2 separate regions of the Mus musculus genome follow, and region 2 is linked to region 1. The links are chromatin contacts, called in public HiChIP or PLAC-seq maps. All regions are on one chromosome and are shown on one strand. Each heading gives the region's core, a stretch centred on a gene start, on an enhancer-like site or on the middle of the called end of the contact. The rest is flanking DNA. Distances are from core to core; before and after follow the strand shown.

What was found. HiChIP or PLAC-seq counts read pairs in DNA pulled down with a chosen protein or histone mark.
Region 2: an H3K27ac HiChIP or PLAC-seq map of embryonic fibroblasts shows a contact between it and region 1, with 10 read pairs. The contact joins two enhancer-like sites. A contact is called at or near these places in 17 of 39 promoter capture datasets (the 3T3-L1 cell line, 3T3-L1-derived adipocytes, the C10 cell line and 10 more), 3 of 484 Hi-C or Micro-C datasets (bone marrow-derived macrophages, embryonic fibroblasts and liver) and 4 of 115 datasets of contacts at active chromatin or transcription factors (CD8 T cells, effector CD8 T cells, embryonic fibroblasts and 1 more).

What each region holds. Positions count from the first base shown.
Region 1 is chr16:55,527,996-55,535,500 of GRCm38.p6, reverse strand. The region is part of intron 1 of Gm45968 (a long non-coding RNA gene); the gene reads left to right. Among named protein-coding and RNA genes, the nearest start is that of Mir5118, 37 kb to the right of the region's middle. Within about 2 kb of position 2,595, at least 46 of the 459 cell types and tissues checked have an H3K27ac peak or open chromatin away from gene starts, as enhancers often do. A contact at or near this core is called in embryonic fibroblasts and pancreatic cancer cells, where this site is marked.
Region 2 is chr16:55,775,016-55,782,602 of GRCm38.p6, reverse strand. It overlaps the pseudogene Gm26369. Among named protein-coding and RNA genes, the nearest start is that of Nfkbiz, 43 kb to the left of the region's middle. Within about 2 kb of position 4,477, at least 18 of the 459 cell types and tissues checked have an H3K27ac peak or open chromatin away from gene starts, as enhancers often do. A contact at or near this core is called in embryonic fibroblasts and pancreatic cancer cells, where this site is marked.

The DNA.
Region 1 (7,505 bases), core at 1,346-3,845:
CGAGTCAGATTGGAGCAACTTACTCTAGTGGTCAGCAGTGAGGGAGACTGACTCCTGTCAACCATATATGGCACATTTCAAAGCAAGCAGAAAAGTCCCAATGGGTAGAAATGACACATTTGAAGAAGTGAAAATCTTTATTACTCTGATTAGGCCATTGCACTGTAAGTGTATTGGATTATCGTGCTGATCATAAACATGTTATAAATATGTATGAACTGAAAATGTTTTGAAAAGAGTGTACATCACGAGTGTTTTAGTTCAATCAACATGCTGGAAATGCTAACGTAGGTGATTTCTCAAAGACTGGATCTGTTTATATGCCGTTAGGGTCCCCAAACACTATAAAATTATTCCTATTTTAGTAGCAGTGGATGAAGGGGCTTACTGAGACTTGTGTTAAAACTTAACCTTACCACTTATCTTCCTCCTTGAAATGTGGTGTCATTCAGTTGTATTTGGACAGTTAATTAAGTTAATGCTATGTTTCTTCTGCTATCTTTTGCTATGTCTAATTTTCAGTGAAGTTGGTATGAAATATATATAGTTTCTTCTAGAAGATCATACTCATCTCAATGGGGAAAAAGTAGGAATGAAAGGAAACAAGATCCTCTTATGTCTGAGGATTCAAATGGTGGTAATTACAAAAGACAACTAAGAGTATTGTAAGTCTTGGTGAGGTTTTTTTGCTTTTATGGTTTTGTTGTTGTTTGTTTGTTGCCTAATATTAGAAGAAAGGGTAGAGGAAGGGAAAGGAATAATTAAATCTGTAGACTATTTATTTTTAATTTAATTTACTTTTAGTTTTTTACATATTCACTTTACATCCCACTCACTGTCCCCTTCCTGATCACCCCATCCCACAATCCTTCCATCATATTCACCTCCCCTTCTCCTCTGAGCAAGTGGGAACCCCTCTGGGTATCCTCCCAACCTGGCCTTTCAATTCTTTTCGAGGTGAGGTGCTTCCTCTCCCATTGAGGGCAGGCATTTTATTTGTTTAATGTTTCATAGTTCAATAAAAATACAGGCAGAAATGAAGAATAACTAAGTGCTCCCCAGATTATGCACAGACAGGCTGCTAGGAATTTTAATACACTGTAGCCTCCATCTGACACACTTTCCCCTCTATCCTCTCTACAAATAAACACCCAAGAATTGGACAAGTTAAAGTCTTGACCATTAGAAAGATGTTGAGGTTAAAAATCATAGATATTCTCTCCAAGTCATGCTGTATACATAGCTTTCTGATTTATTTCATGGAACACATATCACAGCACTGCTTTGGAGTTCCCTGAATAAAACCTGATAGTTCAGACTGTAAAGTAAACAACAAAATCCATCCCCTCTTTATCACTGAATACTCCTGGAGATAAAAATTCTTTTTAGAAATTAGGACATCTGTTACCTTAAAGGCTATATTTTAGAAATGAGCGCGTGCGCATGTGTGTGTGTGTGTGTGTGTGTGTACATATTGTAGGGCTCAAAGGAAAAAAATGGCAAATGATATAAAGAACTTCACGTTAAGAGAGTTAATATTTTACCACTCTTGCTATCTCTCTTTATTACTTCTTTTTCTCTTGAGTGTTTCAAAGCTAATACCAGGAATTTTATCATTTTGGAACACACACCTCTAGTCAAAAAAGTTTTTTTTTTATTTCATAACTATGCCATTACTCAGCCTGATGAAAATTGAAAATATTCCTTCATGCTCTCTGATATTGAATATCCTCCATTAGCGTCCTGGTTTGGACTCTGACCCACCCGATTCATTTTAACCCAGTTAAGACACTGGTCTCTCATTAGTGGATTTACAAGGGGGACAGTGAACTATTCCTTCTTCATTTCAAAGCATCACTTATACCTTCATTTCCAATGTTCTCTCATTTTTCAAACTTGAATCCAGTTGCCATAGGGAAATGAGATCAATAAGTGAGAGTCATGCTAAGTTATTTTTCTGGTAAGAGATATTAACTCAAAATTTTAGAGTTCCTTCTGATTAGAGCCACATTCCTCCTCCGCCCTTGGGGAACTAGAGAAAAAGAGTGAGCCCAGTTGCCCGGTATAAAGCAGAGCTCCCTCCTGGGAAGCAAGGAGTTTTCTGTTCATGAGACTGGCATGGTTGTGTATATTTTCAAATATCTATAGTAGCATCAGCTGTAGTGGGCCACCAGTTTCTGCATTTAGTGGACTCTTATTTAGTGCTCATTGTGTGCCAAGTATATTAATAACAAGAGCACAGGGCATAAGGCAAAATGTATGATAGGGAAATTGCAATAAAGTACAGTAGGTCTCAATAGCAAATTACCTCTCTATCGGGATGATATTGGTCAAAGGGGCATTTAGCTTGGACTTTAAATGACTTGTAAACTTTGAATAATAGGAGAGGAAAGTGGTCCGTGGTAGAAGAGGGTGTAAGCAAAGGCAGGTGAGAAGGGAGGTCAAAGCACTGCAGGTGAGTGGTGACAGCCAGGAGAACATGGCACTCTCTTTAGGCCAAACACCACATAATGTCGTGACTAGCCATGCTGTGCAGCTAGGTGTAGCTATATAATAACCCAGTAAACAGAGATTCCGGTAACTCCTATCAGTTGCTGCTGCTGGGAACTATTAGTCATCCAACATACTTTGGATGTCAAGACAATGATTGTTAATGAGTGACCAAGCAAGAAAGCTGATGACTGTTCAAGACATCCAGTGCAAAGAGATGTAATAATTAATCCATTATTTTACCTCCATGTGGTTGGGAATTTCTCAACTACCTCAGAAAGGTTCGGAAGGTCAAATTCTATTCAGTAAAGGTTTTTGTGTGAGACTAGGTCTTCCTCTTTGAACGGCTTATTCATTATTCTCATGTAATGTTTTGCTTGTTTTCTTAATTTTTCAAATTTTAAGCTATGTTGATAACATATTAAAATTTGTATTGATTCTGAAACAAGGCTTGTAACAGATGCCATTTAATGACTATAGATCAGATTAAAATAGTTGACAGCGTTATTGCTTAGAGTTTGTTGTTCTGCATTTAGCATTGACCTACAGAAAAAGAGTTGTTCAGCATCCAAAACTAGAGCATGTCTTACAGTTTTGGGCAAAAGTGTCTTCTGTCATTCTCAACATGACCTAGAAATGCAGTTTCAGCTGACAGCGCTCCATGTGTTGATTTAGTGCTGGGCAATGTATCAGGTAGATGGTAATTACATGACATAATCCTCGTAACTATTGTCTGACAGAAATAAACACAATTGTCTTCATTGTAGAGGTAAGGGAACCAGAGCTTAGGAAGGGTTAGTAATTTATGCTGGATCACATAGGAGAAGCTGCAGAGCTGGTTTTGAAGCTCGTCTCTCTGTTGTGACAGGGCACAGAGCATCTGTGCATGACGGGGGCTCACACGTTGAAACAAGAAGCTGGTGGAAAGAGAATAATCTGATGGGTCTCTTCCCCTGTCTGCCTCTCCCAGACCCCACCCTTTTCCTCATTTCTGGCTCTTTAATTCTTCAAGCCTCTGTCTCTTTGTTCTCTTGACTGAATTTTCTGGTTGATTACTATTAACTGACTTTACTGGCTTATCTTTAGGGTGTTAGACCTTTCTCACAGGGGAATTAGGAAGACAAATAGCAAGAAATCAATGAAGGAATATAGACTATGTCATCACATTGTAAATTCTGGGTTTGCATTGCCCTAGAAGCATAAAGAAGGCAGGGGAAGGTCTGAAGTCTAGGAGACAATACTGCGCTAGAGTTGTGTCCTCAAAGAAGAAAACCCATCCATGCAGGTGAGGTGTAGGAAGGGCTCTTTAGGTGGGTGTGTTTATATTTAGACACCGAAAAGTACTGCAGACTGCTGGCCAGTGGAGAGCTTTCTGATAGTTCTGGGAGATAGAGTTGGAGAGAAAGGCAGGGGCCAGAGCTGAAGCACAGTGTGCTAAGTTAAAATCCTATTGTCAGCTAGAGGAATTCATTACAAGGCTGTAAGCTAGAGAAATGTCTAGTTTTCTGTTGTGGAGATCACATTCCATGCAATTGTTTTTCACATGACCAACTTCTATGACTGGAAAAAGAAACTCTGAGGTTGTACCAAGATCTTCCTTAGTGAAAGAATTTGGTGTTCTTATCCTAACTCGTGGTCTCAGAAGTTCTGCTTAGCTGGGAAAGAGGCAGCTTTTGTGCACTGATCCTCAAGAAAAGGTGTTTTATACACACACACACACACACACACACACACACACACACACACACACACACAACACACACACACACACACACACACACACACACACACACACACAGGCCCTACTTCCTTTCAGAGTTTCTCTTTCCATGTCCTCATGTCCTCCAAGGTTCAGAGCAACTATATTACCAATAATAACATTCTAGGAAGCTTTGTTCTGCAGTTACTTCTGAAGGCTGGGGGAAATTCAGTGAATTTTTCTGCAGAGAACAAACCCACAGAGAAAACTGAGTAGGAGAAGCAGTAGGTGGCACCAGAAGTTTCAAAGATCAGACAATAAAAGAACTGTAGGCTTCTTAATGTGGATAAGCTTTGCATACTCATCATTCAAAAAGTGTTGTTAAATTGCATCCTTCAGCATATTTTGACCTGTATGTGTGCATGTATATGTTTGTGTGTATAACTGTGTGTGTATGTATGTGTACATGGTTGTGGAGACCATAGGCCATCCTCCAATGCCATTCCTCATGAGAGGCACTGTGTTCCTGTGATAGGGCTAGGGTTCTCATTGGTATGGGTCCACTGACTGGGTTGGCTTTTCTGGCTAGCCAGTTCCAGGTACCCACTTGTCTCTGCTTTCCCGTTTCTGCTGCCTTGAATAACTTTTAAATGGGTTCTGGGATTAAACTCAGGTCCCTGTACCAAGCACTTTACGGACTGAGCTTATCCTTTTTTTTTTTTAAATATTGACAGCTATGTTTTCTCACTTAACTGTTTAAGAAAGTACAAGTAGAACTTCTGCTGTGCTGCACATACTAGAAATTTTATGCTGAAACGAGAACATTACTCTTTTATCTGTATATTTAACAATCTGATAGCATCCAATATACAAGTAGGCAACTGGCCTCTGACAATTCAATCAAGCATAGTATACCATCACATACTGTAGCATACTATAACACAGTGTACTGTAACATAGGTACCCTTGCAATCTGACACCATCCAAATACAACCAGACAACTGGCCTATGGCACTCCAATAAAGCATAGTAAAATTAAATGATAGTGGATCCAGCGATCCTAAAAGCAAAATGATTGGTAGGAATGTTAAGTAGCAAACTTGCCTCACTTCAAATTTTGCCGCAATGCTGATACTAGTTAGGCAAATATTTATTGTCAAAGCCGTTCCAACTTACTTTCCCCCAACTTTTTCTGGGGCTCAGAAAAATATACCTCAGCTATTAATGGTGCCTGATGACTGAGGTCAATCCTGGGGATTCACTCGGTGAGAAAACGCATTCCTGTAATCTCTGACTTTTGCAGGCATGCAGGCACACACACATGCATACACGAAAAAAAGAATACAAATAAAACATTAAAAATATATATTAAGTGCTATATTCTTATACACAGACATTCTTTGCATAGCTATATTTTTATTTACCACAACCATTTTACTCTCTGGAAATTTTCTTCTTTACTTGTACATATGGTGTATGCATATATATGTAAATTCCTCCTCTGGTCTTTCATGCTGGGACAGCTTATATGAACAATTTTCTCAGGACCACAACATCTCAGAGAAGTCCGTTATAGGAATAATCCTAAACCAGGTGGTGGTGGAAGCAGCAAATGCCTTTAATTCCAGCTTGTGAGCTGGAGGCAGAGACAGGCAGATCTCCGTGAATTCTAGGCTAGCCTGGTCTATGGAGTGAGTTCCAGACACACGAAGAAGCCCTGTCTCCAAAAACCAAAAGAGGAATCATCATTATTATCATCACCATCACCACCACCAGCACTACCATCATCATCATCCATATGTCTGGTTCTCTTATTTTAACTAGTGGATGGAATCAAGACTTGTAATAAGGTCAAGGATGCTATTTGAATGTTTCCTATCTAAAACTCACTAACTGATACTTGATGTCCCTGGTGACAGTGTTCAGATGCCAGGTAAGGCATCTCTGATGGAGCAGGCAGTGAGTTATCCTCTGACCACCCCAGCTGATTGATCTATACATTGAATAGGACCAGTTCCAGAGTTCATTATGCCCGTGGGCCTCGCTTTTTCATTTTTACGGATGTAGTTTTACATAAAAACAAATGTCAGCGGAGAGTTGTCACTACGGCTGGTTTTTAAAGCAACAGAGACTGTAAGACAGAGTCAGGAGCCACGTTCGTATTTCAGACATAAAAATGTGCCAATCACTGGCAAGATCTTGATGCCCCCACATGTAAAAGCAGAGTGTTGGCTACAGGAACTTTACAATTCTCTATAGCTCTACTATTTAACAACAATAGTAATGTTGCCTACAACAGAGACAATGTTACAGTTCCATTAAAGGTGGTAAGATGAATCGGTTAGTTGAGGGTGGGTGCTCCAGGGAAGGGGTATGGAGAAGCCCCAGTGGTGTCAACTAAAGGAGCCACAGACTGTAGATGCATGACTGGAGTGAATGCCTCCTGCCAAGGGCTAAAAGTACGAAGATGATGGGCACAGTTGAGTAATGAGATGGCAGATAATCAATTACAGCCAGTTTATAGTGAGTCACAACATTATCCGATACTAAACTATTGTTTGTCAAGGAAATACGTGGTTAGGTTCTGGTAGCCTTAGGTCAGAATATTTTATTCAATAGAGTAATACATAACCCTGCTTTAAAAGTGATTTTAAAACACCTATTTTCCCATATTTATTGTTGACTGATTAATGCTGAATCCACAGACGGTGAAATTATCTCATTCCTGATAAGTCATATGACTTATCAAATATCTACATTGTATCCTATGGAATAGTACAGTGATTTTTATAGCCAGAAACACTAACCAATATTCCAATAGTATGATTGATGTCTATCTTAAATGATGAAATTGCCAAGAAATCATGTTGGCATGATCAAAATATCCATGGCACCCACGAATGGCCAAACATGGAGGACCACATTGTTTACAGTCTGAGGACTGCCCAGGAAGAGAGCGCTGCCCTGCTTGACTTCAGTGAGAAGCCTGCCTGTGAGACAGTTGAAAGGTGTTGCTGCTTAGAACATGGCAGTAAATGATTTTGAGAGTGCAGAATCTACCAGGAGAACCCAAGATTGAGAAACAGCATGGCATGTCAAACATATGCTTTTATATTTCAGCATCTTCATCAAATTTGGAGTCCCCTGGGGGGAAATTGGTCCCTTATTTATGATTAGGACTGCTTTTCCCCACATTATCTGCCTTGTTGGTAAATTATGAAAACTGAGTTGTTTAAAATGAAGTATGAAGTAAACTCAATCCAAGACACCAGTTCTCCCTGCACACGGAACACACAAGTTTTTCAGATTTGTGCTT
Region 2 (7,587 bases), core at 3,228-5,727, 250 kb before region 1:
CCTCTGATTTATGCCTTTTGAGACTGAAATATAGGCAGGCCACTACACACAAGGGACATTTTGTGTGTGTGTGTTTTCTTTATTTAGTTACTGGGCCATTTGGTGAGTCTTCTTTCTGTCTTTTTGATACAGGATCATGCAGCCCAGACTGGTTTTGAACTTGCTATATAGCTGAGGATGACCGTGTGCTGTTTTTTTTTTTTTTAAATTTGCTTCCCCCAACCCCCACCCCAACGGAGGACCAAATCTAAGTGAAGCATTGGGATTGAACACAGGTTCTCAGGTCCTTAAACAAACTAGATTCCCAGCTCCCCATTTCTGTTGAGTAGGTCAAAGTAGGATTGAGGAACCTTATTGTTAATTTGTGTTCAATTAAAAACAAGACCTGTAGCATAGGCATCAGGCACTACTAAGATGAACAAAAATATCTGATGGAGTGGCAGGCAGACAGAACAACGGAGCTGTCCCCGTGCTGTGGAGAGAACTGGATATGTAGGGGTGGTGACACATAGGAGAGAAGGCCGAGTTCCACATGTCATTGCCCAGTGGAGTCAGTGGGGTGGTGTGCATGAGGGGTGTCACCTCAGGGGTTGCATACTATACAGATTGGGTCTTTTTGACCTCTGTTGTAAGAGTTCCATTACGTAAGGGGCTCTTACAACAGAGGTCAAGGGAGCTATGTAAAGGGTCAGCCAATTCAAGAAGATGCTTATCCACACTTGTAACTACAGAAATTCAAACAAAGGGAAAAGGAGACCCACGGAAGGAATACAACCCCAAGGACAGATAATGGCAAGTTTTAGCAAGGACATAAAGAACCAGGACCCTCACACAACCCCTGAGGTGGCAACCCTTCAAGCAGATGTGCATTTACAGTATAGCTCCTTTGGAAAAGCAGGCATGCTTTGTTTGTGGTGTTTGGTTTGTTTATTATTATTATTAATGTTATTAAATTTTAATTTTTTACAGTCCAGTTGTTATCCCCCTCAGGTCCACCCTGACTGTTCCTCATCTCATTCCTCCTGCCTCTATCTCCAAGAGGATGTCCCTACCCCGCCCCCCCCCCCCATCCCACTAGACCTGCCCACTCCCTGGGGTTGCTGGAAGAGAGAATGAGCACATGGCTAATGTTTTAAAGAGTAAGTTGGACCACAACTTATTTTGCTTCCCTTGTTTCCCCCATTCCATCCCCTACCCTGCACTGAACATCTGCTTTTCTCTTGTGAGAGGAAGTGAAAGATTTAGGTTAGGCATAAAAACCAAACTCATCTTTAAAAGCATTCTTCTCCTTTAAGAGCTTTCACCCAAGACCCTGCTGGGTCAGATCAGCATGGGTGTACTTTACATCAACAGCTTTAGAGTGAATTTTATACAGTGTTTTTTTTTTTTTTCCCTAGGAAGTACAATCGTGGCTACTGTATCTGAGCATCGTGAAGTTAAAAGCTTGCCCTTGTCAAGGATGCTGACAAGAGTTAAAAAAAAGACCATCCTTTGAATGTCACAAAACTTTCTCTTGTCTTTTTTTTTTTTTTTTTAACTGATGTGTTGCCGACAAGACAAAAAGAAACATCTGAAGAGGATTAGTGGTGGAGCCGGGGATTTTTCCATATTCAGATCTTATGTGTATCTACAGAGGGCTTGATAGAGTAGAGAGAGACCAGGATTCTTGGGGACGTCTGTCTCTAGGAAAAAAAAGTTATTTATTTTAATTTTGTCTTTATAAGGAAGACAGTGATTACATCTTCCCATATAGAAACATACTGGGCTCTTCTGTAGCAGCTGATGAAGTAGCTGTAACTAAGGTCTTCTCTACTCTGCCATTGCCAAAGTACACCTACAGTTAGGGTTGTGATCCCCTCCCCCCAAAGTAATAGCTAGCATGTACACATCTGTTATACACACGCTAATGTGCGGCCCGACCTGCTCTAACCCATTTAACTGTGCCTTAGGTGCATCGATGCATTCATTATTTGTGGGGATTGGAATGTAGAAACACCTGAGGTTGGTATCTGGAGAAGGAGAAACTGCCCCTCGTGAAAGAGCTTTGATTCAGAAAAACCGAAAAGACTCTTGAAGGGCATATTGAGCAGCAGAGTCCTTTTCTCTGCCCTGAATATTCTTGAAACTTCCAGAATCCAGCTGAGGCAAAGAAGTAAGTGGGAAGAAAAACCTGTCTCGATTTTCTTGCTTTTGGTTTAATATTATTTTCAAGCTTATAATTTTTATAATCTTAAAATAAGCTTGTTTTGCCAGGTGGTACCTGGTATAGCAGATGTTTGCTATAGACGGGTGTGCCCCTTCCCTGGTCCATTAGTACAGAATGCACTACCATAGTTTAAAGCCTAAATGTCCCCCAAAGTCCACATGTAAAAAGTGTGGCCTCCAACACGTGGTGTGGCTGGGAGGTGCTGGAGCCTTTGAGTGGAGGTTGCCTGATGTCTTAGCTTCTTTTCTTGTGACAAAACATCCTGACAGGGAGAAAGGGTTGGCTCTAGTTCACATTTCAGAGAGCACCATGGCAGGGGAGCTAGGGTGGCAGGAGATGAGAGCAGCTGGCCACTTAGGCCCACAAAGAAACATAGAGCACAGAGTGCATGCTTGCTGGTACTCAGCTCACATTCTCCATTTTTATACCACCTAGGACCGCCTACCTGCCCAGGAATGGTCCCAGCTGCAATTACAATGTGTGTGTGTGTGCATATATATATGAAAATTCCTCAAAGGCACACCACCCAGGAACCTGACTCCTAGGTAATTCTAGGTTCTGTCAAGCTGATAATTAACACTATATAGCACATGCTGTTCAGGTGATGTTGGGATTCAGGCCCCTTCCTGTCTTTTTCTGACTACCATTAAGTGAACAGGCTTCCTGTACCATATGACCCTGCCCTCACATACGGTGCCACCATAGACCCAAAGGAACAGAGTTAAACCATCCAAGATTTAAACGTCTGGAACCATAAGTCAAGATAAACCTTTCCCCTTTAAAGTTGATTGCCTTAGGTATTTCGTTATGGCAATGAAGAGCTGACTCACGTATTTCACAAGCAGGACTCCGCTCTAGAGTGGTCCTAAAGTTCCTTTTAGTGCATCTAAAATTTAGGCAGGCTTCTTTTTTGACTCCTGGCTCCTGACCTCGGCTTCTTAGCATGCTTACTTCAGAGAATTTCTCCTTAAGACATGTATCTTATAAAATGTAATTTTTGTAAGCCACAAATGCCTTTCTGTGTGGGCTGAGGGACTTCCATTTGAAGTGTGACCATCAAAAAGCAAACAAACAAACAAAAACACGAGGCCTCTCTCTTGGTACCTGTGTGAGGAGCCCAATTTCAGAGAGCATCAACTGGTAAACAGACGGCCATTTGACTTTGACAAAGCTCTCTCTCCAATGTCCTTCATATATGTCCATTAGCTCACCCTTTGTATTAAAAAACTCCTTTACCGTGCTTGCTTCAGCAGCCTGCATACTAGGTATGACTAACTGAGATGACCTAGAGAAGATTAGCATGATCCCTGTGCAAGGATGGCATGTGAATTCTTGAAGTGTTTCATACTGTTTTCGCTAAATCAGCGTAATCCCTACTTTCTAAGTATTTGTTCTTATACTCATAGTTAAGTATAGTGCTTATCCTTCATCAAGGAAACCTCTCTTTGTATCAGATGGAGGCCATTTCCGAAAACCACAGTCAGTCAGAATGCAGAGATGTGGAGCCTATTCCCAATGGACACATCTACAAAACAATTCCCGAATCTCAAGGAACATTTTGGAAGTGGTGTGAGTGTGTGTGTGTGTGTGTGTGAAGATTGTAAAAGCCCAAGGACCAGGGAGTTTGCTGTGAGGTTGTGTCTTCTAGTAACATTAGAAACTTGCATCATTATTGCCTAAATATGAGCAGAACAAGGACTACAATAGATGTGCTGACATGGATGGGGAAAGCCCATGAGGCCTCAACCCCACACAAAGAACTGTAAATAACTAAGGATGCTGAGAGTGGGAGAAATGATCCTACACAGGGAAGAGTACACCAATGCGTTATCCAATGCTGAATGGTCAGCCGTGATAACATACACTTAGGTAACATTATATAGACGGAGCAGGCTATATTTAGGAGTATGTGTATACAGATACATACATGTAGCAATAATTAATGAAAAAGGAGCTCATGAATTTGAAAATCGAGCAATGAGGTATGGGAGGGTCTGGAGGGAAGAAAGTGAAGAGGAAATTATGTAATTATATTATAATCTTAAAAGTAAAAGAACTAATATATTTAAACACACACACACACACACATACACACACACACACACACACACACACCCTCCTTTCCCTTCCCTTTTGTTTTAAGGGAATTGAATTCACTCTTTTCACTTAGACTTGACTCCTTTAGTTGTCTCTCCCTCCCACATAATATTCTTAATAATTCTTTAAGAATTTCACCAATGCATACTTTTGGTTATATTCATTCCACGCCTTTCTCTAACTCCTCCCAATCCACTCCCTCCTGACTCCATGCCTCTCCCCCCTCCCAACTCTGTGCCTACCCCCTCCCTTTAACACACACACACACACACACACACACACACACACACACGACTCATCAAGTCAAGTTTGTGTTGCTCACATACTTATGGGTGTGAGGTCATTTCATGGTTGACCTACCCTTGTCCTTTAAGGTCCATGCCCTTAAAAAGAAAAGCCCTCCTGTTCCTGGTCCAGAATCCATCAACTACCAATAGCTCCTCCCTGGGGTGAATCCATCAACTACCAATAGCTCCTCCCTGGGGTGGGGATTGCTGAGTCCCTCTCCTCTCCTTGCTGCTGTCTGGATGTTGTGCAGGCAGCCATAGCTGCTCATAGTTCATGAGTACAGTGGTCCTGCCACATCCAGAAGACCACAGTTTCAGTGCCGCCTTCCTGACCTTTGTCTCTGGCAGTCTTTCTGTTCCTGCTTCCTTGATGGTCTCTGGCCCTTGAGTGAGGGGCGTGATGAAGACGTCTTATTATTGGCAGGGCACTTCACATATACTGACTTTCCATCCTTTGGCCTGTTGTGGGTTCCTGTGTTAACTGAAGGCAGCAATCTTTTTTTTTTTTTTGGTTTTTTGAGACAGGGTTTCTCTGTATAGCCCTGGCTGTCCTGGAACTCACCTTGTAGACCAGGCTGGCCTCGAACTCAGAGATCCACCTGCCTCTGCCTCCCTAGTGCTGGGATTAAAGGCGTGTGCCACCACGCCCGGCTGGCAGCAATCTTTGATCATGTGTTTGTTTAACTCTACCTGGTGCAGTCTTTCTTTGACATATGGAAACTTGTGTAAGTAAAATATTATTTTACTTAACCTGATTCCCCAGTGAGTTTGAAAAGCCAATAGCCCAGAACACAAGATGACCTTGTCATGGTGCACTGCTATTTTGAGTCATTACTGGGGTCTTGTCATAGAAAATATTTTTTCATACTTTAATTACATGTAATAATTCTAAAAACAAACTGCTTTTCATATTTTCCTTGTCAAGAGGTCTACTATATACCCCAATCATACCCACATAATGTAATATACAGAAAGTGCATACACACACACACACACACATATGGCACTTTATAAACATTGCTTCATTAATTTTTATAGCATTTCTGTGTTAGGTACAATGATTTATTTCATAAATAAGGAAGTTGAGACTCAGAGAGGTTGAGTAAGCAGTATACAGGTCACACAGCTTGTACAGGTCAGACGTATGATACAACCCAATCAGCCATTCCTCACAATGCGCACATCATCCTTGAGCTATCTTGCTAGGATTCTGCCCCCAAGTCTGTATTTCCAAAGGAGCCAAGAACAAGCTTGCCACGTTTTATCTGTATGCTACCTTCCAGAGGTACCGTAGAAAGTCTCGCTACTGTGTACAGGGTTTCGTCTCAAAGCCATCTGCTCCCTCCCCATTTCCTCTGTGTTTGTCACCTGTCATTCTGCTTTGTGACAGGGTTCCTGGAGCTGAGCAACCAGGCTCATCTGGGTTCAGGATTGCTCAGCCAGGGACGTCTGGGGATCTCCCATGGCGCGTCCAGCACTTCCTCAGTGGAACTCGAAGACAGAGTGCTTTCCTGTTTGACTCATGTGCAAGAGGAAATTCCGGCATTTTCTCAACCACCTGTTCTTTGCAGCGTTGGGCGATGAATGCAACCCAAATAATACACCATTGTATCATCCGTTGTGAGCTGATGACATCATAAGGCACAATAACAAGAACACCAGAACCTCAAAGTCTTCCCAGCAACAGACCAGTCCCTATTAAAATGCCTGTCTTTTTAGCTTCCAAGTGTTTGTTTTTCCTTGAAAGTAAAGGGTTCTTTCCGGTGCTGACCTCAGTCAATTTATCTGTCTATCCCTTAAAAATCATAGGTAAACTTTCAGGACCACCAGCTGTGGAAAAAAAAAAGTCATCTTGGGTATCACTCATGGCTCCATGCATCTGGGAGTCCAACGAGTCGTGCTTTACGACAGAGGCCACCCTCTTTCTCATGCTTTACGACAGAGCCCACCCTCTTTCTCATGCTTTACGACAGAGCCCACCCTCTTTTTCATGGAACGCCCCCAGGTTTTAATCTGTTAACTCAGGAAACGGTCTGTGGGGTTGTGAACCTGGATCATCTGAATTCAGGGAATCAACTGTGAGGTTGCCGACATGGGCTACAGCTGGCATTTCTCTTTTTGCCCTGCTGGGGTGATTGCAACTAGCTAGTTAGGCTTCCAATACATACAACTTTTGACTTGGGTAAATGCCCGTACATTATTTGTTTTTTTACTTCTATGGTTTCTGTCATTCCTGGATACTTGCCAGATGGTGCGGTGTTTTATATACATCAACAGATGCTGTCCAAAACAAGGAAGGTTAAGTAATTAAAAGATATATTATTTTTCAATGGGTGGCTTATGGAAAACTTAGAAGAAAAAAAACTTACCCACAATCCCACTGACCTAGAATAAACTTGCTTCTTTTCCCTTTCATCCTCCTTCCATTCCCTCCCTGACTTTTCACTCTTTATTCCAAAGTTGTGTTGTTTTCAAGAAAAACAAACAAACCGTGGACCTTGCCAAGAAGGAATTTACAACCTTAAGGGCAACACAAATGTAAAAATTAGGAAAAAAGAATATTAAAAAAACAAACAAACAAACAAACAAACCAGGTAGCATATGGAATGATGATGAGAATAGAATTTTGATTATCCTTTTATTTTAGAAATGCATTCCCAGGAACACAACTGAGACGCATTTGGCCTGGATTGTCATTTGGCCTTGGTTCTCACTTGCTGCACATCAATAGGCAAGTAAGCTTATTCTCATCTATGACCTAGGGAACATAGGCTGTATAAATAAGATAATACACCCCACGTGTTTAATATAGACCATGTTGCATAAGCCCCTAAGAAATATTAAGATCATTCCTTGTAGCATAAGGTTGTCAAGAGACCAACTAACTGCAGGGTTGAGATTGCTTTGTATCTCTCAGGGCTGTCTTCTTCTTGCTTGTGAGACCCAGTCATTAAAAATGACCCGAGTTTAAAAAATGCACCAGCTTCCTATTTGAAT